2 separate regions of the Rattus norvegicus genome follow, and region 1 is linked to region 2. Evidence: chromatin contacts called from public Hi-C data. All regions are on one chromosome and are shown on one strand. The core of a region is the stretch at or near the end of the contact, and the rest is flanking DNA. Distances in the headings are between cores, read along the strand shown. Region 1 holds the start of Preb (prolactin regulatory element binding). Region 2 has its middle 24 kb from the start of Tcf23.

Region 1 (6,645 bases), core at 1,686-4,185, 36 kb after region 2:
ATCCCTGGCGAATGGCTAAGGGAAAGTGAAGAGCCAAGCTTAGATGCAGGCTCTGGACTGAGCACGCCACACCCAGGTAGAGAGGCTGCGTGTCCCCTTGGTCTGCTGCTGATGCCTGCAGAAGAACGAGGCTGCTGTGGCCACACTGTGCACAGAAGGCAGCCTTGACCACCAGCCACAGCTGGCGTCAGAGATCCTCACGCTGACTCTTAGATCTCTACTCACTGGTCTTGTTGCCCCAACCACTTCTCTCCTGGATTCAAGGCAATGTTGCCTCAAAACAAGGACCAGGTGCTGCTACAGAACGCAGTACCCCCAGGGTGTCCCCCTCAGGTCCTCTCGCAGTTTGTCGGCTCCCCTCCACCCAACCTAGCATCTCTTGCTTCCCATCAGACCATCCCTTCTCCCCACCTTCCTTTGCCCACCACCACACAGACTTATTTATTCTCTTCTCTGACACAGACCCGCTCTCCTGGGCCTCACTTATACTCTTCTGACTCAAATTCTGACTTTGTTCCTCTTCCCTACTCTTCCTCTCTCCCAAGATCCTCTTCTTGCTTTCGCACAAACTATACTGTCTTTGGTGAAAAACACCCCTCCCCACACTCCACCTCTCCCTCGAACTATCAGCTCTGTCTCTCTCCACCTCTCACCAGCTCCTCCTCTCTTTCCCAGCTACAAAATTCCTCTCCTCACCCCTGCCAGTCCCCTTCCCACCTCCAGGACTTTCAAAGCTCCACGATCACTTCCCCTAGCCCCGGTGTACCTTCTCGAGGGATCCAGAGTCACAAGCAAGCATGGCAGTGGCCTCAATCCAAAAACATCAGGTCCTCTGGGGTGGCAAGGGGATGTGTGCCAAGCAAGGTGGACCCTGCAGAATTCAAGGACCCAGGGGCCCTCGCCCAAGCCCTGGTGGTCCATGTGGGGCACCGCAGAATTGCACGAGACCTGCAGCTACAGTTTCTGCAGCGCCTGTGGCTAGGCACAACCGGCCCAGCTCCAGTCGTGGAGTACCCCATATGTCTAGTGTGCCTCCAGCCCCGCACCCCATCTTGCCCCACCCCCAAGTACAAGACTGTACCCCGGCTGCTTGCCTTCCCTCAACTACTGCCCTGTGCCCAGGGCCAGGAACCTGGACCTCTCCGAATAGGCATTGGCTTCGGCCTCCGCCTGCCCCGGGGCCAGGCCAAGGCATTGCATCTACTGCCAAAGAAAAATCCAGAGGGAGCAGGGTCTCAGGAAGAGGTCCTCCAGAGTCAAGAGCCTGCAACCCAGGCATCAGTTCAAATCACCGGCACACTCTTCCAGGCCGGGAGTCTCCGGTCTGTAAACCTTCAATCACCAAAGCCCAGCCAGTGTTCCAGGCCTCTACTTCAGGCACCAAGACAGGCCAGCGCGTCCCCAAAGTCCAGGCCTTCTGTCTCAAAGAGGTCTGTGCCCCTAGGGTCTACTCTTCGAAAGTCGCCATCTTAATTCCAGAGCAGCGGAGACCCTCTGGAACACCCCTTCCAAATCCTACCCTCCCTACCAGGACTTCTCAGACCTTGGGAAGCCACAGAGACACCTTGAAGGGCTGGCTGGCCGGAAGCCAGGTGTGTTCTCCTGCCCTGAACCCTGGGAACCCCTTGTGGAGTCTGCTTTCCCCTAGTTGAAGAGACCAGAGGCCCAAGGCCTCATTCAGCCTTCAGTGTATCCAATAAAGCCTAACCCTGAGAATCTTGTGCTGTGTCTACTATGCCCACAGGATGGAATTGATGGCTATGGGATAAAGCCAGTCTCACAAAAGGCTTGGGGGACTGAGGGATTAAGGATTAAGGTCACCAAGTGCTACGCACTTGAGTACACACTAGTACCTGAGACCCTTAGAGACCTCTACAAGGTTCTTGAGTTTAATTCAAGTCTATGGACAGATAATTAGAATCAAAGATTAGGCTAATGGGTCTATTTCTCCAGGGAGAAGCCTGGGTTGACAAGGATGTAGCAAATCATTTTCCTCACAGGAAAGGAGATTGCTAGCAACGTATTCGTACACAGGTATCCCATGCACAGATCGGAAACTAGAAGGCTCCTTCAGAAGAGCTAGAGATACTGTCTTAGTGTCACAATTGTAACTCCAGTTCCAGGGGATACAACGCCCTCTTCTGTCTTCAGTGGATACACACACACACACACACACACACACACACACACACACACACACACGGGGGCGGGGGAGGATAGGAGGAAAAAGGAAAAAGGAGAGGAGAGGGGAGGAGAGAGGAGAGGGAGGAGAGGGGAGAGGAGAGGCACATATGACAGCACATAGAAGACACCTGTCGGGGAGCAACCGCCACGTAACTTCTGTGTTCCAGAAGTGGACGTCAATGGGGTTGGGGATTTAGCTCAGTGGTAGAGCGATTTCCTAGGAAGCGCAAGGCCCTGGGTTCGGTCCCCAGCTCCGAAAAAAAAAAAAAAAAAAAAAAAAAAAGAACCAGAAGTGGACGTCAAGTCGTAAGAAAGGGTCCAATCAGCCGCGGAGGACAGTGTCAAAATGGGTACTGAATTCTTCATATTAGGATATTAGGAAGCAGTGAATCTGTTTTGGGGAGTCTGCCCTCGCCGTGAGCCGGGAGAAATCACTTCCTCCCAGGAGTAACACATAAAGGCCCCGCTTGTACGAGTCTGTGTATCTCTCCTGAAGTGGGGGCCGTCCCAGTCCGAGAACTTTTTAATTCAAGATTTACTGATCTTCAGTAGTCTCTTCCAGTCCCACCTCCCACGCCCCACACAAAGATGGCAGCTACGCCGTCATTCGAGGTTAGGAACCGGATCCGAAGCCAGGGTTCCGTGACAGCGCGTCCCGCTAGTGCTGACGCAGATTGGCGTACTGCGCTTGCGCAGAGAGAGCCCAGGAGCGCGGCGCGTGCGCACTGAACGCCTGCGAGACCCAGTCGGTCGCGCGAGCGCAGATCGGCTACCTGCGGTGATTAGAGTGGTGGCAAATCCACAGTGCTGAGAGGGGTCGCCAGTCTTCCGGGAAACTGTAGCACCAAGTTCCGCAGCTTTTGGAGGCGGGGCGCGGCATGTCTTGGGTTCCTCCGGGCTGGCAGTGAACGTGCGGGCAGGATGGGCCGGCGCCGGGGTGTGGAGCTGTACCGGGCCCCGTTCCCGTTGTACGCGCTTCGGATAGACCCCAAGACTGGACTGCTCATCGCTGCGGGCGGAGGAGGAGCTGCCAAGACCGGCATAAAGAATGGCGTGGTGAGAACGCAAGGCCACTGGGAACAGGTTATACCGTGGCCGAGGGCGATTCCAGGGTGGCCGGGGGATGCAGAGGTGAGCCGTACCCCTGCTTTAGACCCTGCCCATTTCTAGTGAGAGCACCCCGCATTGCCGCTCGGGTGCTGGTTCCACCTGAGCAGAGCGGTTGAGACAACCAAAATTAGACTGAAAGCTGTGCAGGTCTGCGAAGCCTGGACTGTCCATCCACGCCGGATTACGGGAGCTGGTCCAGGGCTCTTACTCTGTCTGGCCTTTTCCAGGAAGGCACATTGTCTGTCCTCAAGCAGCTGGAGACTGGATTCTTTTCTTTCTGTAAACCGGACCTAGTAATCTAAGCCCTGCTTTGCTGTGCGAATCGGGAAGCTCCAATAAGAGAATAAAGCTCTAAGCAACAACAACCAAAACAAAACAAACAAAAAAACATGAGCTGGAGGTGCGGGAAGCAAAGGCTTCAACTGAGACTAGGACACAATGTGACTTCCGGAGCTGGCCTGAACTTTGCCCACTTTGGTTCCCTCACAGCATTTTCTGCAGCTAGAGCAGATCAGCGGGTGCCTGAGCGCCTCCTTGCTGCACTCTCATGACACGGAGACAAGGGCCACTATGAATTTGGCGCTGGCTGGTGACATCCTTGCTGCTGGACAGGATGCCCAGTGTCAGCTTCTTCGTTTCCAGATCCATCAACAGAAGGGCAGTAAAGCAGAGAAGTCAGGTGAGGAGCTTTGGGAAAAGTCGTTCTAAATCTTAGTCTCTAAAACCGAGAGGTTAGATGTGGGGTGATGGTAACATCAAAGCCTGTCCTCGGGTCAGTAGGGGATTGGCACTAGGATTGGTGCATACCTGTAATATCAGTGCTTAGGAGTACAGGCAAGAGGATATTTAAGGCTAGCCTGGGGTACCTAGCAAATCCCTGTCTTAAACAACAAAGAAGTCTGGATCCTGGGAAATTGTTTGTGTTGCAGGTTCCAAGGAGCAGGGGCCTCGGCAGAGGAAGGGGGCAGCTCCAGCAGAGAAGAAATCGGGAGCGGAAGTTCACCCGGAAGGGGTTGAGCTCAAAGTAAAGAATTTGGAGGCAGTACAGACAGACTTCAGCACTGAACCGCTGCAGAAAGTTGTGTGCTTCAACCATGATAACACCCTGCTTGCCACCGGAGGAACTGACGGTCATGTTCGTGTCTGGAAGGTGTGGTTTTAGGGGCTTGTGGGAGGGGTGAGGGTCAGTTGCAAGAGCACCAAAACTGTGAAAATCTGCATATGCATTCTGTGAAATTTATGAATGGCCACTGGGTTAAGAGGGATGGGGATCGCAGTGTTCTTGCTGTCTGGTCGGTAACTGTGGTACTGTCTTGGCTGTAGGTACCTAGCCTAGAGAAAGTTCTGGAGTTTAAAGCCCACGAAGGGGAGATTGGAGATTTGGCTTTGGGTCCTGATGGCAAGGTGAAGAGGTGGGGGGGTGTGGGGCGCTGGTGCAGAAAGGGGGAGCCTATGGGCGGCTTGCCCAGTGTGTGGATGTCCTAACTGTCCATCTTTGGGATCCTCCCCAGTTGGTTACTGTGGGCTGGGACTTTAAGGCCTCCGTGTGGCAGAAGGATCAACTGGTGACACAGCTACAGTGGCAAGAGAATGGACCCACCTCTTCTAACACACCGTACCGCTACCAGGCCTGCAGGTGTGCAGGTCCCAGGGTGGCTGGCAGGCACACCTCATTGGGGAGTGGGAAAGGACCGAAGGAGCTGGGGATGGCTGGAGTCTTATTGGAGGTTGTTCCAGGGGTGACGGGGTGCAGGGCACAAACCTGAGGGCTGACAGGAACTGAAAGCCTTTGCCTGGCCTCTAGGTTTGGGCAGGTTCCAGATCAGCCTGGTGGGCTGCGACTCTTCACAGTGCAGATACCCCACAAGCGCCTACGACAGCCCCCACCCTGCTACCTCACAGCCTGGGACAGTTCCACCTTCTTGCCTCTTCAGACCAGGTCCTGTGGCCATGAAGTCATTTCCTGCCTCACTGTCAGGTGTGAAGTCCTACTGCTTGGTTGGATGGTGGGCGCCTGAGGGAGCCGGGGAATGAGTTCTGACTCAGTCTCTTGAGGACCACTACTGGGGGAAAGGAGGTTTCCGCACAAGCTCCCAGAACAATGAATCCTTTGTTGTTACAGTGAATCGGGTACCTTCCTAGGCCTAGGCACGGTCACTGGCTCTGTCGCCATCTACATAGCTTTCTCTCTCCAGGTAATGGTAGTGGTTGGCACAACCCTATGGGAGGGTTACAAGCTTACCCTGTCCTGATTAAACAGGAAGGAAATGGCCCAGGGGAAGCCTGTTAGGACAGTGGAGCATGCCTCCCAGAAGGGAGCCTCCAACTAGGCTTTCCTCACTACTTTCTCCCCAGCGCCTGTATTATGTGAAGGAGGCCCATGGCATTGTGGTGACAGATGTGACCTTTCTACCTGAGAAGGGTTGCGGTCCAAAGCTCCTTGGGCCCCATGAAACGGCCCTGTTCTCTGTGGCTGTGGATAGTCGTTGCCAGTTGCACCTGCTGCCCTCACGTCGTGAGTCATTGTTGTGTTTCGTGTGTGTGTGTGTGTGTGTGTGTGTGTGTGTGTGTGTGTGTGTGTGTGTCTATCTATCTGTGTCTCTGTGTGTGTCTGCGCATGTGTGTTGGTGGGAAGGGTATCACCTGGGAAATGGACTGTTTTTATCCATCCGTCTGCCCCTCCTTGAATGAAAGAGGTTAAGGGTTCTGGTTTTCACGCTCCAACGCATCTTTGCCCACTCACTTCTTCCCCTGCCCCGCCCTCAGGGAGTGTTCCCGTATGGCTCCTGCTCCTGCTATGTGTTGGCCTTATTATCGTGACCATCCTGCTGCTCCAGAGTGCCTTCCCGGGGTTTCTTTAACATCCTGACCAATGGGAGTCATCCTTGGACAGTACTACCTTCTGGAGCAGAGTCATTGAGGCCCATGACTGAAGCTGCATCTGATGAAATGGATGGGTACTGCCGGTCCCTGCTAAAGCCTGCCGGCCAGTGGCCTCCCTATCACTCTGGGTCTTGGGAGCCCTGCTTTCACCTGTGGATCCATTTAGGACAGTGTGGTCTGAAGCTCAGGCCACACTGCCTGCCTCGTTCCCTCTGCCTCCCAGGGCTCCAGAGCCGAGCTCTTCCTAGGAACATGTGAAGATGCCAAAGAGCCCAGAGGCATTGCCATCCTTCTCGCAGAGACTGTTTTTCCTCCTCCCCTTCCAGTCTGCGCACAAGGTCCTCAGCTTTGTCGAGACAAAGTCTGTGGAAGAGGCAAAAGGAAGACCCAGGTAGCGGTGATCTGTAGGTAGCACCCAGCCAGTCAGGCCAGACGCACAGGGAGTTCCTGGGTGACCTACTGCAGCCT
Region 2 (6,229 bases), core at 1,833-4,332:
CCTCCCCAGAATACTTTTTAGCCATGTGGTGGTGGTACAGGCCTTTAATCTCGGTACTCAGAGGCAGAGGCAGGTGGATCTCTGTAAGTTCGAGGCCAGCCTGTCTGTAGCGCAAGTTCCAGGACAGCCAGGGCTACAAAGAGAAACCCTGTCTCAATTTCACTGTGCTAAATAATGATGGGACAGAAACTACCCTCCCCCAACACACACAAACACACACAAGAATGAAGGAGAAACTACTTTTCCTGGGTGGCCTAGAACCAAACACAAGTGGCTTTCCATCTTATCTCGGCTGTGATCTTTGCTCTTGAGTTTCTGACAGTCTCTAAGAGCCCTTGCTCTGTCTGGATTGTCCACAGGGGGTCCCCAATACCAAAATATGGATGACACTAACCTTAGACTTCCTTTGTGCTGTAGCTGACAACCTCCAAGGGGCAAGCAGGCCCAGATGTAGGACATTTGTTTAACTTGAATTATTGTTCTAAGATTTATTTTCATTTACATGCACGTGCATTTGTCTGGGTGAGTGTGTGTGCAGGTATCCACATGGGCCAGAAGAGGGCGCTGGAACCCTGGGGCTGGAATTAATTCAAGGTGGTTGTTAACATGGGACAGCTGAACCCGGGACTTCTGAGGTAGAAGCAAAGAGAACTGAAGCTTGCTTGTTCTAGATCTGGGCTCTTCCACTGTTTTCTCTGAAGACCTCCCCCTTTCTGTAGCTGCTGTCAGACCTCCACTGCTGATCCTTACTCAAAAGGCTTCACTTTCTCTCCATCCCCCGACTCCCAGCAGCTGTTGTAAACCTCTAGACCTGAGTGCTGGGGATGGAACTCCAGGTCCTCTACAAGAGCAAGAAGTGCTCCACAGTCTCTGAGCCATCTCTCCAGCCCCAGTGTGCTAGCATTTTACGACCTAGATTTACACACAGTGGCACTGAAATATATGGGCAAGGAGAATCATCAGACACTTTCCCCCCTACAAAAATAAATTGGGGGGGGGGAGCCTAGCTCAGACAGGGCTCTTGCTTGCAAGCAGCAGGTGTAACTGGTTGAAGAGTTAAAAATCTGTTTATTATGAAGATAATTCTTGGAAGGACAGAAGAGCAGGTTCAGTGCTGACCCCGTAAATAAAGCTATAAACCACATTCAGAAATAGCCTGATGAGTAAAAGGTCCAGAACATCGTCCTGGGCCCAAGAGCTCCAGGCCATCATAAGCACAGACACTGGGAACTTGGTTGCCGCTCTTAATGGTGCCAGCTCTGCTGACTGTGCAGGAGGTGCTCACATAAACCCTGTGGCACCTTTACCAAAAAAATGGAGGCCCTGGGGTTGGGGATTTAGCTCAGTGGTAGAGCGCTTGCCTAGCAAGTGCAAGGCCCTGGGTTCAGTCCCCAGCTCCGGAAAAAAAAAAAAAAAGAAAGAAAGAGAGAAAGAAAGAAAGAGAGAAGGAAAGAAAAGAAAAGAAAAGAAAAGAAAAGAAAAGAAAAGAAAAGAAAAAAATGGAAGTCTGCATAGAGTCTCCTTCCTCTGGGTTCTACTTCTGTTTCAGCCAAGGACTCTGGGTGCAGATGGGCAGTGGAAGGGTTTGCAGCTAAGGTGTGCTAGGAGTGCATGCCTTTAGTCCCAGCACTCTGGAGGCAGAAGCTGGTGGATCTTCATGAGTTCAAGACCAGGCTGACCTGCAGAGTAAGTTCCAGGACAGCCAATGTTACACCGAGAAATGAAACAAAACACCCAAGTAAACAAAACAAAAGCAAAAACATTAGAAGTGTTCAGAAAGAGCTGGCCAGCCAGAAAACATGGACTCTAGACTGTCAACAGGAGTTGGCTAATACGCTTTTTTAAAAATTATTTTTATTTATTTGTTTGTAGATTTTATTGGGGCTTTTTTGTTTGTTTTTGCTTTTGTTTTTTGAGATAGGGTTTCTCTGTGTAGCCCTGGCTGACCTAGAACTCACTCTGTAGATCAGGCTGGCTTTGAACTCACAGAGATGCACCTCCCAAGTGCTTGCATTAAAGGTCGTATGTGTCAATTATGTGTGTCCCATGTATGCAGGAGCCCACGGAGGCCAGAAGAGGGCTCCAGTTCTCCTGGTTCCAGATGGTTGGGAGTCACCCAATGAGGGTGCTGGGAGCCAAATCCAAGTCCTCTGGAGCAGTGAGAGCTCTTAGTCTGTAGCCCTGCCTCATAGGCCGTGACACACCCACTCAGTAAAACACTATGTGTCCCAGGCTGGGAGACCTTTCATCTGGAAAGAACAATTTCCATGAAGCCAGATAACCTGAGTTCAATTCCTGGCATCTGCTTGATGGAAGGAAGACCAAGCTTCCACAAATTGTCCTCTGGTCTCTGGCACGTGTACCCGCACACATATGCAAACACACTACATAGATAAATAACTGGTTTTTAAAGGAATGCTATGCATTAGTTTCATATACCCATCTCTGATCACTCACCCCCCAGAAAATGGAATTCTAAGGCTAGGAATATAACTCGCTTTTCTAGTTCATATCAAACCCTGGGTTTCATCTCCAGCACTTAAAAACAAAACAAAAACAAAAGCAAGCAAACAAAAAACATTTACAAGGAGCTGTGTATAAGTGCATGCCTTTCCCAAGGCCTACACAACTCTGGAAGCATACACAAAAAAGGATAACCTAAGAGGGGAGGGGGAGAGGGAAGTGTGGTTGGCACACAACGTGTAAGAGAAGAAAACAAACTGATAACCTGTGGTTGCTTCCGAGAAGGAGAGAAGGAAAAGCTGTGGAGTTGTTGACATGAATTCTACACCTGCAGGTGTAACTGTGACAAACACATTAAAGTAAAAACACTCCACAAACATCAAAACTGTTTTATGAAACACTCCACGCTGTGATCAAAAGAGAAAGCACAGACACCATAAAAGGTAACCTCGGGGTCACCAAACCCAGCCTCACTCGAGGCTGAAGGTCCCTCTTTCCACACCCGCAGTTGTTAAATAGCGTCCACTCATGCCTCCATGCTGGCCTGCCTGCCTAGCACTTCCTGGTATAGTCAGTTCAGCTCTCTAAAGCTGTGGATGACCTTGAAGACACAGAGAACGGGTAACAAAAATAGCTAACCCGTTTGAGGAAGCAAATCTCTCTCACTCTTACGCCCTCACAGTCTGGAGAGTTGCTGTTATTCCTAAAGTGTGAGGACCCACACAACAGCCACAGGCAGGAAGACCTCACAAGGAAAGCGCCCTGCCTATGGCTGGGTAAGGTTTTTTGGCTGAGTTCAGAGCCTGCTCACCGCAGGCCAGTTAACACCTGCTGACCCAGCTCCCTCCCGTTTCTAGTCAGCTGAACTGCTTAGGGTGTGGCCAGCAATCAGGGAAAGTGCTTCCCACAGTGAGGAGATTCAGTATGTCACAGAACAAAGTGTCTCCGGGAGAGAACCTCAGAACTGCTGAACTATGACAGACAGACAGACAGACAGACACCTGACTTACTCTCTGACTTTATCAGGATTTTCTCTCCTAGTGACAAGATGGCCCCTGCAGTGCCTAAGACCCTAAGGTCACTGAAGGCAGGAAGCCTCCCACAATGCACTTGTTTCTTCCATTCTAACTTTAATCTGGAGAAAAGTCTTTCCCAGAGGCCCCCAGTGGATTTCTCCTCAGCTCCAGCAAGCTAGATTTGTGTTCCGTGCCCACACCTCAGATCCATCCCTCACAAAGGGTGAGGACTCTTTGACCACCTCATAGTTCATTCTTAGTGCCTGAGGAAGAGGACTTCCTCCTCTCTCCTCCCCTCTTGTCCCTTTCTCCGCTGCTTCTCCCCTACCCTTCTATTCCTTTCTCCCTTCCTCTTCTTTCCCTCTGTCTGACAGTTTTGCTATGTATCCTAGGCTGGTATTGAACTCTTGATCACCCTGTCTCTGCCTCCTGAGTGCTAGGACTACAGGTGTGCACTGTCACGCCCGATTTCCCTATTTCTTGTTTATCTGACATTCAGTTTTAACTGGATACTCTGTATGTTTTTCCCTCCTTGCTGTATTGGGGATCGAACCCTAGGCCTTGTTCATGCTAGGCAAGCCCTCCACAACTGAGCTATATCCCACCTTTGTACCCTATATTGTAATTGCTAAACGTGGCGGCCCCACTGGGAGACATACCCAGCCTTTCTGAGCCATTGTGGGACCACACCTGACAACCAGAGTTCTGCTGGCAGAAAGGCTGTAGGGCCAAATAGCAATCAATATGGCTGGCCTTGCCTCACAGGACTGTCTAAATCATCAGTCAAGAAAGCTCTGCTTGGGATAGCTCCGTGGGTCACAGCACTGACATCCTGCGTTTGATCCCCAGGACCCACAGGTGGAAGGAGAGAACAGACTCCTCCAAGTTGCCCTCTGACCTCCACACATGTGTTATGGCATGTGCACGTGCACTCAAATACACACATGTGCACACAAGGCAAACGAACAAATGTAATTTTAAAGAGGCAAAGCTCTGACCTAGAGGGTCCAGACTTTTGATAAGCATAAAAGTGATGGGGTGGGGAGGGAATGTGGGAGTGAGACTTAGAGACAGGTGGGTATTGAGAGATCCAGAGATCCAAAATCACAAACTCTGTAGCCCAGGCTAGCCTGGAATTCAGTATGTAAATAAGATTGGCCTCAAACTCTCAGCAGGCTCCTCCTACCTCAGTCTCCCAAGAGCTGGGATCCCACGTTAGCGCTGTGACATTTAGTCAAGATCACAGTTTTATATCACAGGATAAAACCCAAATTCTCGGGGCCAGCTGGTGACAATGTACAGTGACAGAGTTTTTAAATATGATCTGTGTGCAGGGCACAGTACATTGCAGCTGTCACTTGTGTGATCTGAAGCCTTGAACAGCGTCGCTCGATGTCGTTTGGCTCTGGCACACCTGCAGAGTGGGGTACCTGCCACCTCTGGAGACCCTGGTGACTCTGTAGAAGACTTGGTTGAGTATTCTGGTCTCTTCCAAGCCCACTCAGGATAGATCAATGTGCCAAAGAAACGGTGGGGGAGTGGGGATGTTGTCTGGGGAGTTGGTACTGTTTCAGGACTATTTTAAGCCTTTTTTTTTCTACAGAGATAATTATATCTCCGGGTTCTGATTATAGACTGTGAATACGGAATACTTGGTACCACTCATGGACAGACTCAAACCCACAACTCCTTTCCATGGGCGGTGAGCGGCCCATATGGGCACAGTTCTGGGAGGGGCAGGGGAAAACCACTTGTTTGTCAGACCCCATGAACTCTGGCCCTCAGCCCAATCAGCACTGGGAATTCTGACTGCCAGATGGGAAGCCACGTGACAACGCTACTTAAAAAAAGTGTCACCCTGGGGACAGAAAAACATCTAATGGTAAACACCTTTATTTTCTGAGATAGGCCCAATAACCTGGGTCCAATAACCTGGGTCCATAGAAAACCCTTTCTTTCTTTCTTTCTCTCCCTCTTTCTTTCTTTCTTTCTTTCTTTCTTTCTTTCTTTCTTTCTTTCTTTCTTTCTTTCCTTCTTTCTTTCTTTCTTTCTCTCTTTCTTTCTTTCTTTGTTCCTTTGTTTCTTTCTTTCTTTCTTTCTTTCTTTCTTTCTTCCTTTCTTTTAAAAAAGATTTATTTACTTTTTGTAAGCACATTGTATCTGTCTTCAGACACACCAAAAGAGGGCATCAGACCCCATTACAGATGGTTGTGAGTTGCCATGTGGTTGCCGGGAACTAAATCCAGACCCCAACCCCTTTCTATTTATTTATGGGAAATAATATCGGTCTTCTAAGCTGGATCTATGACGGAGACTAAAGAAGAGCTGATTTGGGCTGGAGAGATGGTTCAGTGGTTAAGAGCACTGACTGCTCTTCCAGAGGTCCTGAGTTCAATTCCCAGCAACCACATGGTGGCTCACAACCATAATGAGATCCACTGCCCTCTTCTGGTGTCTGAATAAGGGGGGTTGGGGATTTAGCTCAGTGGTAGAGTGCTTGCCTAGCAAGTGCAAGGTCCTGGGTTCAGGCCTCAGCTCCAGAAAAAAAAAAAAAAAAGAGAGAGAAGAGCTGATTTATGAGGTGGTCTATACCTGCCAGCCAGTATGCAGAAGAGAGAGGTGTAAACACCAGGAACTCAAGGCCGTCCAGGACTACATGAGACTATTTCAAAACAAAATGAAAAGGAAGATTTGGGCAACAGAAACTGTACTCAGTGGGTAATGGCATGATACGTGATCACATTGTGAAC

The links. A called contact is a pair of places that touch in the nucleus more often than the background predicts.
Region 1: a Hi-C map of the A7r5 cell line shows a contact between it and region 2, with 2.2 times the contacts expected there. The contact joins the promoter of Preb here to the enhancer-like site in region 2. A contact is called at or near these places in 4 of 12 Hi-C or Micro-C datasets (the A7r5 cell line, kidney, liver and 1 more) and 1 of 1 datasets of contacts at active chromatin or transcription factors (oligodendrocytes).

What each region holds. Positions count from the first base shown.
Region 1 is chr6:31,135,822-31,142,466 of GRCr8, forward strand. It overlaps Preb (prolactin regulatory element binding), which reads left to right and starts at 2,936. Exons shown (of 9, transcript NM_001170708.1): 1 at 2,936-3,240; 2 at 3,784-3,973; 3 at 4,224-4,444; 4 at 4,618-4,698; 5 at 4,806-4,930; 6 at 5,099-5,272; 7 at 5,417-5,489; 8 at 5,650-5,809; 9 at 6,061-6,645. The coding sequence starts at 3,106. The coding sequence ends at 6,155. It overlaps Prr30 (proline rich 30), which reads left to right. Exons shown (of 3, transcript NM_001170709.1): 3 at 1-1,713. The coding sequence starts at 268. The coding sequence ends at 1,473.
Region 2 is chr6:31,099,274-31,105,502 of GRCr8, forward strand. No RefSeq gene overlaps it. Among named protein-coding and RNA genes, the nearest start is that of Tcf23, 24 kb to the right of the region's middle. Within about 2 kb of position 3,083, at least 14 of the 93 cell types and tissues checked have an H3K27ac peak or open chromatin away from gene starts, as enhancers often do.